Regions from separate parts of the Mus musculus genome. Here regions 2, 3 and 4 are each linked to region 1. The links are chromatin contacts, called in public Hi-C and promoter capture Hi-C maps. All regions are on one chromosome and are shown on one strand. The core of a region is the stretch at or near the end of the contact, and the rest is flanking DNA. Distances in the headings are between cores, read along the strand shown.

Region 1 (3,091 bases), core at 274-2,773:
CACTACGATTACAGTGGCTTTTCTAGGCTGTTAGTTTCAAAATGGTGGAAGACTCTGCCCGCCTCGTCGCAGTTGTTTCTCTAGCACCTAAGATGGGGCCTGACACAGTGGGCATTCATTAAGTAGTTGCTACATTCCTGTAAGAAAGCGTGTTTGCTAAGTGAACAAACACCGATGCGCCCTGCTGTCCGGGACTGGAGCCAGCTGCTACTTAGCTCCACCTGGTGGAAACAGCAGCGGCCTGCAGCTCCCCATTTCCCGCGGGGTGCTCCTGCATCCCCAGGCCTTGGGTTCAGGATATTAAGCAAAGTATCAGGCACCTAGCATAGGAGCGATCGACCAAGCCGAGAGCAGCTATCACGTTCAGGAGTCAGCCCTAGGAGGGCCTGGATATTGAATTAACCTTTTCTTCATAAGACAGTGGTCCTTGGAATGGTTACCCCATAGCAGCATCTGACTTTTTAAATTTATGTTGTTGCTACTATTGTTTTTATTTCATATGTCTATGGATACTTTGCTTTAGTCAAGGAAATGTAAATACCACAGTCTTTATGATACTGATTTAATCCAAATCAAATTAATATAAATACTTAATGGGAACTTAAAAAATACCCAAGAGAGTTCCCTAACATCCTTTAGTTAGCGCAGCCTAGTTAGGGGATGCTCTGTGTGCTGACAGGAAACCAAAATGGAAATACTGACCCGGAACCTGGGAGGCCGAACACAAAACTCAAGTCTGTAACCTGTCCTTTAGATCAGTTTTTCTTTTCTTCTCGAATGTTTATTTTTATATGTGTGTCGGCGTGAACCCATGACACTCATGCGCAGGTCCCCAGGCTGAACTAGATCAGCCTCTCAGGCTGCTGTGCTTGCCGACTGGACGAAACTGCATTTACAGGACGCCACGCAAACTGTTAAATAGACACCTGACACACAAGCAAGGCCTTCGGTGTCGGACGAATCAGGAGTCCGTTCACCAAGGACCTCTCCCTCCAAAGCCTGCCCATCTACTTGACCACGCACAACACGAACTTCTGCAGACAGCTGCGGCGGTCGGTTCCTCTGTGCATCTATGAGAGCGCGTTCGGTTGCTCAGCAGATATTCTGGAACGAGGAAACGGGAAAAAATGTGATCACTGTCCTAAGAGACGTCGTCGCTACTCTTCTGGACAACTGAGCGCGGGCTAAACCACTCACAACATCTGTAGGGAGTTTTCAGGTCCCCGTAGGACGTGCCAGGCCAGGGTGCAGGTGCTGGCTGCGTCCCCTCAGCTTGTGCTGGGGCACGGTCTATCTCAGGACAGGGGGCGGGGCGCGGGGACACGGTCCATCTCCGAGCACGAAGCCAGGCGCTGGGCCCTCAACAAGAGGCCTGGAAGGACCAGAACGGCGGACAGGCTAAGGTCTGAGGTCTGGGCTGCGTCTCGCAGGCACTGTGGAGTCGTGACAGCCTGTGTTCACACCTGAATTTGGTGAGCAGAGGCGACTCACAGTGAGGAAGTCGCCCTGAGATGAGCTGACTCCGCTTTCTTTAGGGCGGGGCCGCGCAGAAAGGAGGAGCGCGCGGTGAGGGAGGGGTCGCGCAGGGAGGGCGGGGCCGCGCAGAAAGGAGGAGCCCGCGGTGAAGGCGGAGCGTTCAGGGAGGCGGGGCTAGCGGTGCGGTGAGGGCGGGGCCGCGCGGGAAGGAGTGGCTCGTGATAAGGGCGGGGCGCACGGTGAGAGCAAGGACCGCGGTGAGGGCGGGGCCGCGCAGAGAGAGCAAGGAACGCGGGGAGAGCGAGGAGGGCGGGGCCTCGCAGGGAGGGCGGGGCAATTAGTGAGGGCAAAGCGCGCGGTGAGGGCGAAGCCGCGCAGGGAGGGGCGGGGCCGAGCCCAGAGGAGGCGCGCGCCGTGAGGGCAGAGCGCGCGGGGAGGGCGGGGCTTCCGAGCAGAGCAGGGCCGCGAGCGCCCTCCTTGCCGCGACTGGCCGGCCTGCGAGGGGGCGGGGTTTCCGGCGGCGGCGCACTCGGGCATCTCCTGACGCAGAGTGGACGAACGTCACGTGACACGGAAGTGACTCCGAACAGGAAGAGGACGAGAAAAATAACCGTCCGCGACGCCGAGTGGGAGCGGACTCAGAGCCACCATGAACAGCAAAGGCAAGGCCGGGAAGTGGCGGGGGCCGTCGGGGAAGCGGGCGGGTTCGGGTCGAGCGGGCTGGGGGACGTCGGGCCTGGGGCGGTCTGTGCGGCTCTCTTCAGCGGGCCGCACAGCGCGGCCGCACCTGACGTGGCCGCCCCCCTCCACCCCCACAACGCAGCCGCTCGGCCCTCTGGGCCCCGACCCCATAAACCGTGTGGCGCAGTTTGGAGCCGCGGGCTCCTGTGTGTGGGGTGGGGGGGCTTTTCCGTGACGGACAGCGGCTGGAGCGAATGGCGAGCTAGAGCAGGGATTTGGGGAAGCCAATGGAGGGCGGGCGGAGGCGGGGCGCCGCGCCTCGGAACAACAGGCCTCGGCCGAGCTTAACTGCTGAGGTGCCGGCTCCGCTGCACGGCCCAGGCCCTCGAGGACCCGTTCTCGCCCGCCGGGGACTTCTGGCGCTTCCTCCTCGGGGCCCGGACTCGTAGCCGCCCCTGTGCGTTGCTAATGTTTGTGAGAACATGGTCGCGTTCCCCACCCCTCCACCCGCCGCCCTTCTCACGGTTAACTTCCAGTCACTCACTCTTTGGAGGTCGACCTTGACTAGGAACCCGTGAGGTAAACACTGAGAACCGTGGGTCCCACAGAGTCAGGACTGGTTACAGCACAGCCCGGGGGAGATCACCCAGAGGAGTCCCCTAAGACACCAGCAGTCCGGAGACCCCGGAACGGGTCCTCAGACCTGCCCTCTATTCGAAAGGGAACATGGCCAAGTTAGCCTCCATCAATCAGTATGCTAGTGGGAACGGCGCCTTCTGCCCAGTCAGAAGCCAGCACCTTCGGGCGCGAGGGTGCCGAGACCATCCTTATTTTCCTGGCTCTAAGAAATAAGGCAGCCTTATTTGCAGCTCTTCTGCTTGCTCCCCACCCTGTGCACCCTGGCCCGTCTAGTAGCTCTGCTTACAAACTTGTT
Region 2 (3,091 bases), core at 395-2,894, 1.8 Mb after region 1:
TCACACCTAATAAAAATTGTTGTAAATATTTGTAAAAGTTTGAGATCATCTTGGCAACATAGCAGGCTGAGGCCATCCTAAACTGAGTGTGAGATCCTGTCTCAAAAATAAATAAAAGTGCCGGGCATGGTGGCGCATGCCTTTAATCCCAGCCCTCGGGAGGGAGAGGCAGGAGGATTTCTGAGTTCGAGGCCAGCCTGGTCTACAGAGTGAGTTCCAGGACAGCCAGGGCTATACAGAGAATACCCTGTCTTGGAAAAAAAATAAAAAAAAATAAAATAAAATAAAATAAAATAAAATAAAATAAAAGTGTAGAGGGTGGGGAGAGGAATGTAGACAGCTAAGGTCCAGGCCTTGTGTGGCTTGTGGGAAAGTCCTTGATTTATTCATCATTTTATCTATGAACAGGGTCTCATGTAGCGCAGGATGACCTAAAACTCTCTGTGTTGCCAAGGGTGACCTTGAACTCAGGATCCTGTAAGCCCTATCTGCAAAGTGCTGGGGTTAGCTGGGCTTGGTGGCCCACACCTTTAACCCTAGCACTCGGGAGGCAGAGGCAGGTGGATTTCTGAGTTCGAGGCCAGCCTGGTCTACAAAGTGAGTTCCAGGACAGCCAGGGCTATACAGAGAAACTCTGTCTCGAAAAACCAAAAAAAAAAAATTCTGAGAGTTGTGGCTTGCTTTTGTTTTTCTAGCACCCGAGAGAGAGAGAGAGAGAGAGAGAGAGAGAGAGAGAGAGAGATATGGGATGACTGCTTTTCATCCAAAGTCAACCCAAGTCATACTGGTAGATTGTCTCAAAAACATCAAAACCAAAAATGAATTCACTTAGTTACCCAGAACAATGACATGAAACTATAACTGCACCATCTGCTGAACACATTGAAACCCTGTCTCTTATCTTTCTACAAAAAAAGAACCACAGGCTGTGGTTCTAGCAGCTGGCAACATTGAAGCCCAGGGCTGGGACTCAGCAGAACTTCCTCCTTTTGTTCTCTGAGGCCTTTTTTTGTTTGTTTGTTTTTGTTGTTATTTTCCGAGTCAGAGACAGGGCTGGTCTGTGTGGCTCTGGCTGTCTTGGAACTCACTATGCAGACCATGCTGGTTTCAAACTCAGAGATTCACCTGCCTCTGCCTCCTGAGTTCAGGGACTAAAGGTGTTGTGCCATCATGACAGAGCTCTCTCTGAGGTTTTATGTAGGGTTCCCTAAGAAGCTAATATTGTCTTTAAATTCTGATTCTCTTCCTCCATTTCCAAAATGCTAGGTTACAGACAAGTCTACCCATCAAGCAGGCACTTGGTGCACATACACTGAGGCAAAACACTCATACACATTAAAAAAAAAAATCTTAAAATTTAAGCAAAACAACAACAAAAAAAAACAGTGAGAGTTTATCTCGTTGGCTCAGGTCCTTGCTTGGAGCTGACCCCGCCTCGGTCCCGCCCTAAGGAGCATTTCCGCTGCGTCTCCGTATTTCACCTGTATGTATTTCACAACGCAATGTTTTCTCCCTAAGGCTCCGCCTGGCGGCCAGCGCAACGGTTTCCTCCTTGTTTAGTTGGACCACAGCGATTGACAAGTCAGTTCTCCAATCATCGTGTCAAAGTGATCACATAATTATTAACTAGGTCACAGGGGCGGTGCGGAAGTATAGAATGAATAGGAGTGACCAGGAAGTGCGAACCCAGACTGAGAAGGAGGACAGGAGCGGGCTGGCGATCTGGGAAGGTGACAGGGCATCTGGCCTCCCAAATTCCATCTCTCCTCTTAGCTGGGCCAGGGATCCATTTATTCCTGAGAACTAAGAACTCCATTTGCTCTTTGGGGGTTGTGTGTGTGTTCTAAGAGTTTTGGGACCTGGAGTGTCTTTCTTGATATTCAGGATGGGATTATTTGTTTGTTTATTTATTTATTTTTATTTATTTGTTTATTTTAGCTTCACTTCAGGGGTGCCCCCGGGGCGAGCAGGGAGTTTAGGTCCCATCTCACACTACGGATGCTTAAAGGCCTCCGGTCCCTTTCCAGGGAGAGGGAAATGAGACTTCTCCATCCAGGTGAGATAGTGAAAGTGGGAGGGGCCCTGGGAAGAGAGTTCCTGTGATTTAAATCCTGGGCTAGAGTAGGCTATGAGGATGCGGGAAAGAAAAAGGGAACTTTTTTTTTTGTTTTGTTTTTGTTTGTTTGTTTGTTTTTGTTATTTCGAGACAGGGTTTCTCTGTATAGCTCCAGCTGTCCTGGAACTTACTTTGTAGACCAGGCTGGCCTCATTCGCCTGCCTCTGCCTCCCAAGTGCTGGTATTAAAGGTGTGCACCCCCACGCCCAGCAGGGAACTTTTTTTCATTTCCTTTTGTTTTGGGTTTGACACAGGGTAGCTCTAGCTGTCCTGTAACTCTTTTTCGACCAGGCTGGTCTGGAACTCAGAGATCCACCTGCCTCTGTTTCCAGAGTGCAGCCCATTTTTAAGTGGAGGTTTATCTGTGAGAGTCTTGGTAGGGTGGAGGCTGTAGGGTGGGGCTCGGGTTCTCGAAAATCCTCCTCCCTTCCTGGAACCTTCAGACTTTGCCTGGTTTACTTCCTAGGCTTGAGCTAACATCTCGACATGTGGAATCCTAATGCTGGTAAGTTCCTGGGGGCTCTCCTCTGACCTGCCCCAGCCCATTTTGCAATGAAACAGGAAGTTTCTATCTATCCCCGCAGCCCCAAGCAAAAGCAAAGCCACCGGACCACTGCTAGTTACCAAGTTCTGCCTTTCCATAAGGCTTAAGAACGGTAGTGATTTGTATTATGTGTTGATAGAGGTTCCGGACAGTTCTAATCTTTATTCTCGGATTCTTCTTCCAGGACCGAATCCATATCCACCCCAAGTTGTGTGCCCAGGAGGTTCCAATCCTGCCTGTCCACCACCTCTCAATCCTGCCTTTCCCCCTGGCCCCTGTCCTCCCGGAATTCCCCAGGGAAACCCAGCTTTCCCTCCGTGTCGTCCCCCTTATCCTGTACCACAACCAGGGTGTCCAGGATACCAACCCTCAGGTCCCTACCCTCCCCCATACCCACCACCTGCTCCTGGCATGTGCCCCGTGAATCCTCC
Region 3 (3,091 bases), core at 163-2,662, 1.3 Mb before region 1:
TTGTTTTGTTTTGATACAGGGCTTCTTTGGGCTACACATTTCCCTGTGTATTCCTGGCTGTCCTCGAACTTGCTGTATAGACCAAGTTGGCCTCGAACTCAGAGATTTGCCTGCTTCTGCTTTCCAAATGCTCGATTAAAGGGGTACACCCACTACCACCTGACATACATTAGATTTAAAGTGCATCATGGATTTGTTATTTGAGATCACTTCAAGAAAGACAAATTAGATCTCAGGGGAAAGGGTTTCTTCCCCTCATGTCCGGCTTTTCATGACGTCCTGGGACATCATTTTAAAGATCAGGTCTCTCACTAGTCAGAAAACACAATGTAGGCTAGTTCGGCTAGCCGCTGAGCCCCAGGGATCTGTCTGCCTCTACAACTCAGTGCTGGCTTGAAGAATGAATATAAGAACTTTTAATACAACTATTGATAAAGCCAAATTGTCTATAGACATAAAGAGGTGTTTTCCTGAGTCAGGTTCAGAAACCTACAGAAGGAAACAGGCAACGTCTTGGTCTTTACCCCGGCTTTGGAGGGGTAAAGAGGTGCAATGCCTCCAACCAGGGCCAGCTGTACTAGCCCAAGAACTTGAGCATGCATGCCCATTAAGTAGCTTCGAGTTCCCTTATCTACATAACTGAACGTTTATCTCTCACTGTAGATGTTACAGAGGCAGATTCTGAAAGTAACCCAGCGCTAAGCGAGAGGCACGTACGCACTCATTTAGGGGATTTGTCGGCTTTGCCCGACACATACGGCTGCTGGCACAGGAGTTTAATTAATAGTTCTTGAATTAAGAAATTAAAACTAAAGCCGGGCGTGGTAGCGCACGCCTTTAATCCCAGCACTCGGGAGGCAGAGGCAGGCGGATTTCTGAGTTCGAGGCCAGCCTGGTGAGTTCCAGGACAGCCAGGGCTACACAGAGAAACCATGTCTCGAAAAAAACCAACAACAACAAAAAATTAAAACTAAAGAAAATACGCAGGGAAAAGAGCCGCTCTGTGAACCGCTGTAGTGCCCTCTGCGCGGGAGAAATTAATGGCTCGGTCCGGTCTGGGTGGTGGCCGCGGAGTCGCGGGCAAGAAGGGGGCTGTGAGCCGGGAGAGCCACGCCGCCCTGCGCAGCCAGCGCGCGGTCAGTCCCAGGCCCGCCCAGGCGCGCTCCGCCCCCGGGGGTGGGCCCAGGCGCGCCCCGCCCCAGGGGGCGGTCCCAGGATTCTGCGCACGTGGGGGCGGGGCCTGGCGCTCCGGGCCGGGGGCGGAGCCGGGCCGGGCACACCGGGCCGGTTGGGGGCTCCGCTCCTCGGCGAGAGCAACCGGAGCCCCGGCCACGAAGGGGTGCGACCCCCCCACTGGCCCCGCCCTCCCGGCCGAAGCCCGGCCAATCAGAGCTGTTTTTACTGGCGAGTGGGCCGAGCCGGCCCAGCTGCTCTGAGGCTCTGGCATGGTAACGTCCCCGCGCGGGGGTGGAGAGGCCCGGGGCTGTCTCACAGCGCCCCCTGCGGCCCGGGCTCGAGCCGGGGAGGCGGGAGGGCCGCCGGGGCACCCGGGACCCTGAGGGAGGGCGAGGGGACCGAGGGGTGAGGAAAAGAAGCCCTGTAGGTAGGTGGGGGCGGGGAGTGAGGGTAGAAGGGGCGGGGAGGCCATTATGGTGCATGGCGGGGGGCGGGGGGGCGGGTGCGACCGGGGGCTGAGGGGACGGAGAGCCTAGGCGCTGTGTGAGGAGGAGGAAGGGATGAAGTGAACGGTGGGTCTGTGGAGAAAGGTCGGGGGCGAAGGGAGGGCAGGCGATGGAAACCAGTTGCCAATCCTAGGCTATTTGGCGTGGCCCGTGCCCCTCCCCCAGACCCAGGCTTGTGCCTTTTGGAAGCCCCAGGTGCCCCTTTGGACCTTAGGGGACACCCTTCCTTACCCATCCGTTCTCAAAACCTGTCTCCCGAGGTTAGGAGGGACTTCTGAGGAAAGAGATGCTCCTGGTTTCCACCTCAGAACCGGAGTAGTCCAAGAAACGGAGGAGCAGAGGCCCCTGGGTCCCAACCCTGGCTCTGCCTTCAGACAGACTGTGGTAACTCTGTGTGACCTTGGGCAAGTCACTACCTTTCTCTGGGCCTTGAATTTCCCATTGACTTTTAAAAAGGAAAATGGGCAGTATGATAAACGGACTCTCCATCCGTTGCAGAAGGGGGCGGGATTTGAGGAGGGAATTCAGGCGAAGGGGTTCTAGGATGCGTCAAGCAGGAGGATGTTGGAGTGGAGACCTTCAGCTTGACTGGGGAAAATTTCTCGGGATTTACGGATAAGAGATTTAAAGCTTGCAAGGCTGGGTCCTGGCAGGCCTGGGCCTTGGGAATCCCGTTGGAGAAATGGGAGAACTCTATAAATAGAGGAAGTTGAACCCTGGAAGTTCAAAAACGATGAGAACCAGAAGTAACAACATTCTGTTTCTTCGGGAGAGTGAAGAGGTGATGGAGGATCAGAAGCAAAATGTTGTATTCTAGAAAGATCTCTAGGCTCTTTGTGGGGAGCAGAAGAAATGCTAGGGCTTACACACCAGAGTAGAGGCTAGGAAGTAGGTGGGGGAGGGGCTGGACCTATTTGGGCTCTGCAGGTCAGTGGAGACAACAGGGTGCTAGAGCTCAGCTGTTCTTTGCAGCGCTCTGCATTGAACCTAGGGCCTTGTTAATGCCGGCAAGAACTGTAGTGCTGAACTACTCTGCCAACCCCGTTTCTTTTTGATGATGGCTGCCTCTCTTTGAGAAATATGCCTCTTAGCCTTCATTTTCTTACAGTTCCTTTGGTGAATAAGTCAGTCCAGGCCTACCTAGGATCACCTGGTTGTCTCAGAATCTCAGGATTGGGATTAAAAAAAATGAGGCTAAGAAATGTCATCTGTGCCATCCTTCTTTCTGGGAGGCAGCTTTATGGGGTCGGACTGCTTGGATTCCAAACCTGCCTCCGCCGTTTAATCTCTGAGAACTGTAGCCACGAAGTAACCTGTTAGAACCCCAGCTTCTCCATGAAATGGGGATACTTTCTCAGAAGGTTGTGAGGATTAAATGGACATGTGGTGTGACTCTGGCTCATAATATG
Region 4 (3,091 bases), core at 276-2,775, 1.1 Mb before region 1:
TGAAGGCACAAGGACCCACACCACGCCACTAAATTTCCTCCTACCCTGATTTGCTTCCCTCCTATCGGACTCTGTTTTTGAGGCCGGCATGGTCTCCATATTGAGGGCAGAGAGAACTTGTGTAAAACAAAAATGAGTGGATAAATGCGTAAATAAATAAATGTTCAAAAGTAAACTTGAGAACAACTGCCTTAGTCAATTGCAACCGTGTCCTTTCTACTGTGGCTCTGTATATACTGTTTACAATTTTAAAATCTTTTTTTTAAAAATGTTTTTCTTTTCTGTTTTTCTGCTGGTTTCCTATACCACGGTGACACGTTTACAGGGACACACACCCAGCTGGTTACTGTAGTCTATAACCAAAAGCTCTCCTCAACTGAGACCCTCAAAGGTCTTCACCACCCACCAATGTCTCTTTTTTGTCGTTTTTGGAAACATGGTCTTAGTAGCCTAGGCTAGCTTCAGACTTGTGGGAATGCTTGTCTTCTGAGAGCTAGAATTACACGTGGGCAAAAGGTCTATCCCTGGACTCTGGTGATGGAATGTGGAGCGAATGGCGGAGGGTCCTAACCATTTGTAATGTTGGATAAAACTGCCCGCTTCACTGGGACATCCACTAACTAGCTACAAATAGGCGAGACTGTTATTTCCTTATTTTTGCTGCGGTTTGACTCTAATCATTACATGTCTGAAAACACTCTGCGGTGGGAAAGGTGGTTAAGGCTTCCTCCTCTGGCCGGATGATCTATTTTCTTTCTTGATCCCTCTCTACTGTTCACCGTTGTACTCTGTTAGCACAAGTAAATAAGGATCTGGCTCCAGGTCTGTCTTGCACTGTATATCTACAGCCTTAAGTTTCAGCCGTGATTACGTCACCCTGGCTCTTATCTTTTAGGAATCAGGATTCCCAGATTTTTTGGGGGGGGGAAGGGAAGGGGATCCCCGTTCCCCAGCCAAGAAGACCAGCAAAGCAAGAGAGGAGGCAAACGCCGGAAGTCCAGATCAGACGGTCCTCCTCCCCAGCGGTCTGGCGGGAATTTTTGGAATGAGTTGTGGATTGCTCAAAATTCCTCACTCGGCCGTGGGGCCCCAAAGGGAGGGCTGGGACGTGCACGTGTCTGTCAAGGCTATACTTTAAAAGCCCACTCTGGGCTTTGAGTTTTGATGCCACGCCCAGGCCAGCACCACGGAGGACGCGGAGGCTGACCATCGCTGGGCTCCCGGCGCTCCGATCCCTGCCGCGTCACTCACCCCGGAGTTACACCCCACGTCGAGCCCTAGGATCGGCCTCTTCTCGGGACCCTCGGGAGGGAAGAGCTGCCGAAGAAGCTCCGGGGGCAGAAGGCGGAGCCTTTGCTCGGGAGGGTGGAAGCGGGAATAATGAGGGAAATTTCCGAACGGGGCGGCCCCGGGTTCCAGAGCCCCCGGATGCTCTTCCTCCACAGCCTCTCCAACGCCCCCTCTTGACAATGTCCCGTCTGCGGCCATCACGCTCTGTCCCTCGGTTGGGGCGGAACCGGAAGTCTGGAGCCCGCGGAGGGAGGGGGCGAGCGCAGCGCCAGCGCGCATGCGCCTAGGGTAGAGGTCTGAAAGAAGGTGAGTTTAGGTAGGTGAGAAGACCCCAGTGCCTAGTCGGGGCTTTCGGTATCCTATTGGAGGCCGTGATCGTCCCCTCTTACTTAACGGACTTGCCCAACTTGAGTTGAACCTTGGGCCACTGACCAAAGCAAGGAGTTTGTGGGGGTCTTGAAAGTGAAGTTGGTCCAAGTTTCTTTCTTTTCAGATACACAAAGTGAGCTGTAAGGAAGGGGGATTCCTTGTCTGGGGAGTATGTGTGTGTGTGGGGCCTGTGACGGGGTCACACAACAATGCACTGACACAGGAACTTGAGCCTGGTTTAGAAAACGTAGCTGGAAGCTCTAGAACACTTAAGGTGCCACAAGGGGACCGACAGACATAGTAACTATAGACTTCATTCCAGAGGATGGAGTTGCTACATTGATACTTTTCAGCTGTGAACCTCCTATATTTATCATAAATCCTGGCGCACGGTTGTTCAGTAAATACTTGTTGAATGAAAACTGTACAAGATGCAAGTGACTAAGCCGTATCTGTTTGGGGGAAGAAAGAAAATGGGAGAACAGAGTTAAATTGAAAGAGATGTGTTGAGATAAACTTAAGACCAAAAGTGGGCCGAACTCTGTAAAAATGGTTCAATCAGGAAATGCTTGCTGGGTAAGCTCGTGGACCTGAGTTCGGATCCCAAACACCCACATAAAAAGCAGGGTGTAATGGTGTATGCCTGTAATCCCAGACTAGCAGATCTCTGAAGTTTGCCGGCTAGCCAGCCTAGCTGCGTTGGTGTGTGCTCCAGGCCCACTGAGAGATTCTGTCTCAAAAGATAAGGTGGGAAATGATCGAAGAAGATGCCTGCCATCCGCCTCTGGACTCTACACACGTGTACACACGCTAGGAAATAGTAATACTTTAAAAGCTTTTTAAATGTGGTCTGGGGTGGGGAAAGCTGGTGAGGAGAGAGACTGAGGAGTCAGCCTCCCTTAGTCTCTGTTCTATTGCTGTGGAGAGACAGGTAACCATGGCAACTCATTAAAAAAATAATTGGAGGCTTGCTACAGTTTCAGAGGTTTAGTCCATTATCATCATGGTGGGAAGCAGTAGCTGAGAGCTAGACCCTGATCCATAGGCAAAAAGAGAGTCCAGGCTTAGCCTGGGCTTCTGAAACCTCAAAACCCACCTCAGGTGACAAACTTCCTCCTACAAGGCCACACCTCCTAATCCTTTCAAAGAGTCCCACCCTCTGGTGACTATTCAGACATATGAGCCTATGGGGGCCATTTTTATTCAAACCACCACATGGCCTAAGCAGTAAGTTCGGTTTAGAGGTAAGGAGAGCCCAGCCTGTTAGAATCAACCCATGGCACTGTGTTCTGACCAGCCCATTTTATGGAGACCTCCCAGCTTACTAAGCCAAAAATTTGCTAAACTTTATAAGAGACTGAAGCATCTATACAAGGACCGACAGGGTTCCAACAGGTCTCTAGGGACACCACCCCCCCCCCCCACCTCCACA

Evidence for each region. Promoter capture Hi-C pulls out the DNA fragments that hold promoters and counts their contacts. A called contact is a pair of places that touch in the nucleus more often than the background predicts.
Region 2: a Hi-C map of B cells shows a contact between it and region 1, with 6 read pairs. The contact joins the promoter of Prr13 here to the promoter of C330013E15Rik in region 1. A contact is called at or near these places in 1 of 39 promoter capture datasets (cranial neural crest) and 1 of 484 Hi-C or Micro-C datasets (B cells).
Region 3: a contact with region 1 is called in a promoter capture Hi-C map of embryonic stem cells, with 3 times the contacts expected there. The contact joins the promoter of Prpf40b here to the promoter of C330013E15Rik in region 1. A contact is called at or near these places in 2 of 39 promoter capture datasets (embryonic stem cells and liver).
Region 4: a contact with region 1 is called in a promoter capture Hi-C map of neural stem cells. The contact joins the promoter of Bcdin3d here to the promoter of C330013E15Rik in region 1. A contact is called at or near these places in 1 of 39 promoter capture datasets (neural stem cells) and 1 of 115 datasets of contacts at active chromatin or transcription factors (embryonic stem cells).

What each region holds. Positions count from the first base shown.
Region 1 is chr15:100,613,587-100,616,677 of GRCm38.p6, forward strand. C330013E15Rik (RIKEN cDNA C330013E15 gene) reads right to left here and starts at 1,524. Exons shown (of 2, transcript NR_045701.1): 1 at 1,198-1,524; 2 at 554-1,104. Dazap2 (DAZ associated protein 2) reads left to right here and starts at 2,076. Exons shown (of 4, transcript NM_011873.2): 1 at 2,076-2,138. The coding sequence starts at 2,126.
Region 2 is chr15:102,457,526-102,460,616 of GRCm38.p6, forward strand. It overlaps Prr13 (proline rich 13), which reads left to right and starts at 1,645. Exons shown (of 4, transcript NM_001170911.1): 1 at 1,645-1,730; 2 at 2,583-2,621; 3 at 2,845-3,091. The coding sequence starts at 2,603.
Region 3 is chr15:99,293,826-99,296,916 of GRCm38.p6, forward strand. Prpf40b (pre-mRNA processing factor 40B) reads left to right here and starts at 1,413. Exons shown (of 26, transcript NM_001370635.1): 1 at 1,413-1,603. It also overlaps a transcript of Fam186b not described here.
Region 4 is chr15:99,473,205-99,476,295 of GRCm38.p6, forward strand. It overlaps Bcdin3d (BCDIN3 domain containing), which reads right to left and starts at 1,526. Exons shown (of 2, transcript NM_029236.2): 1 at 1,252-1,526. The coding sequence starts at 1,488.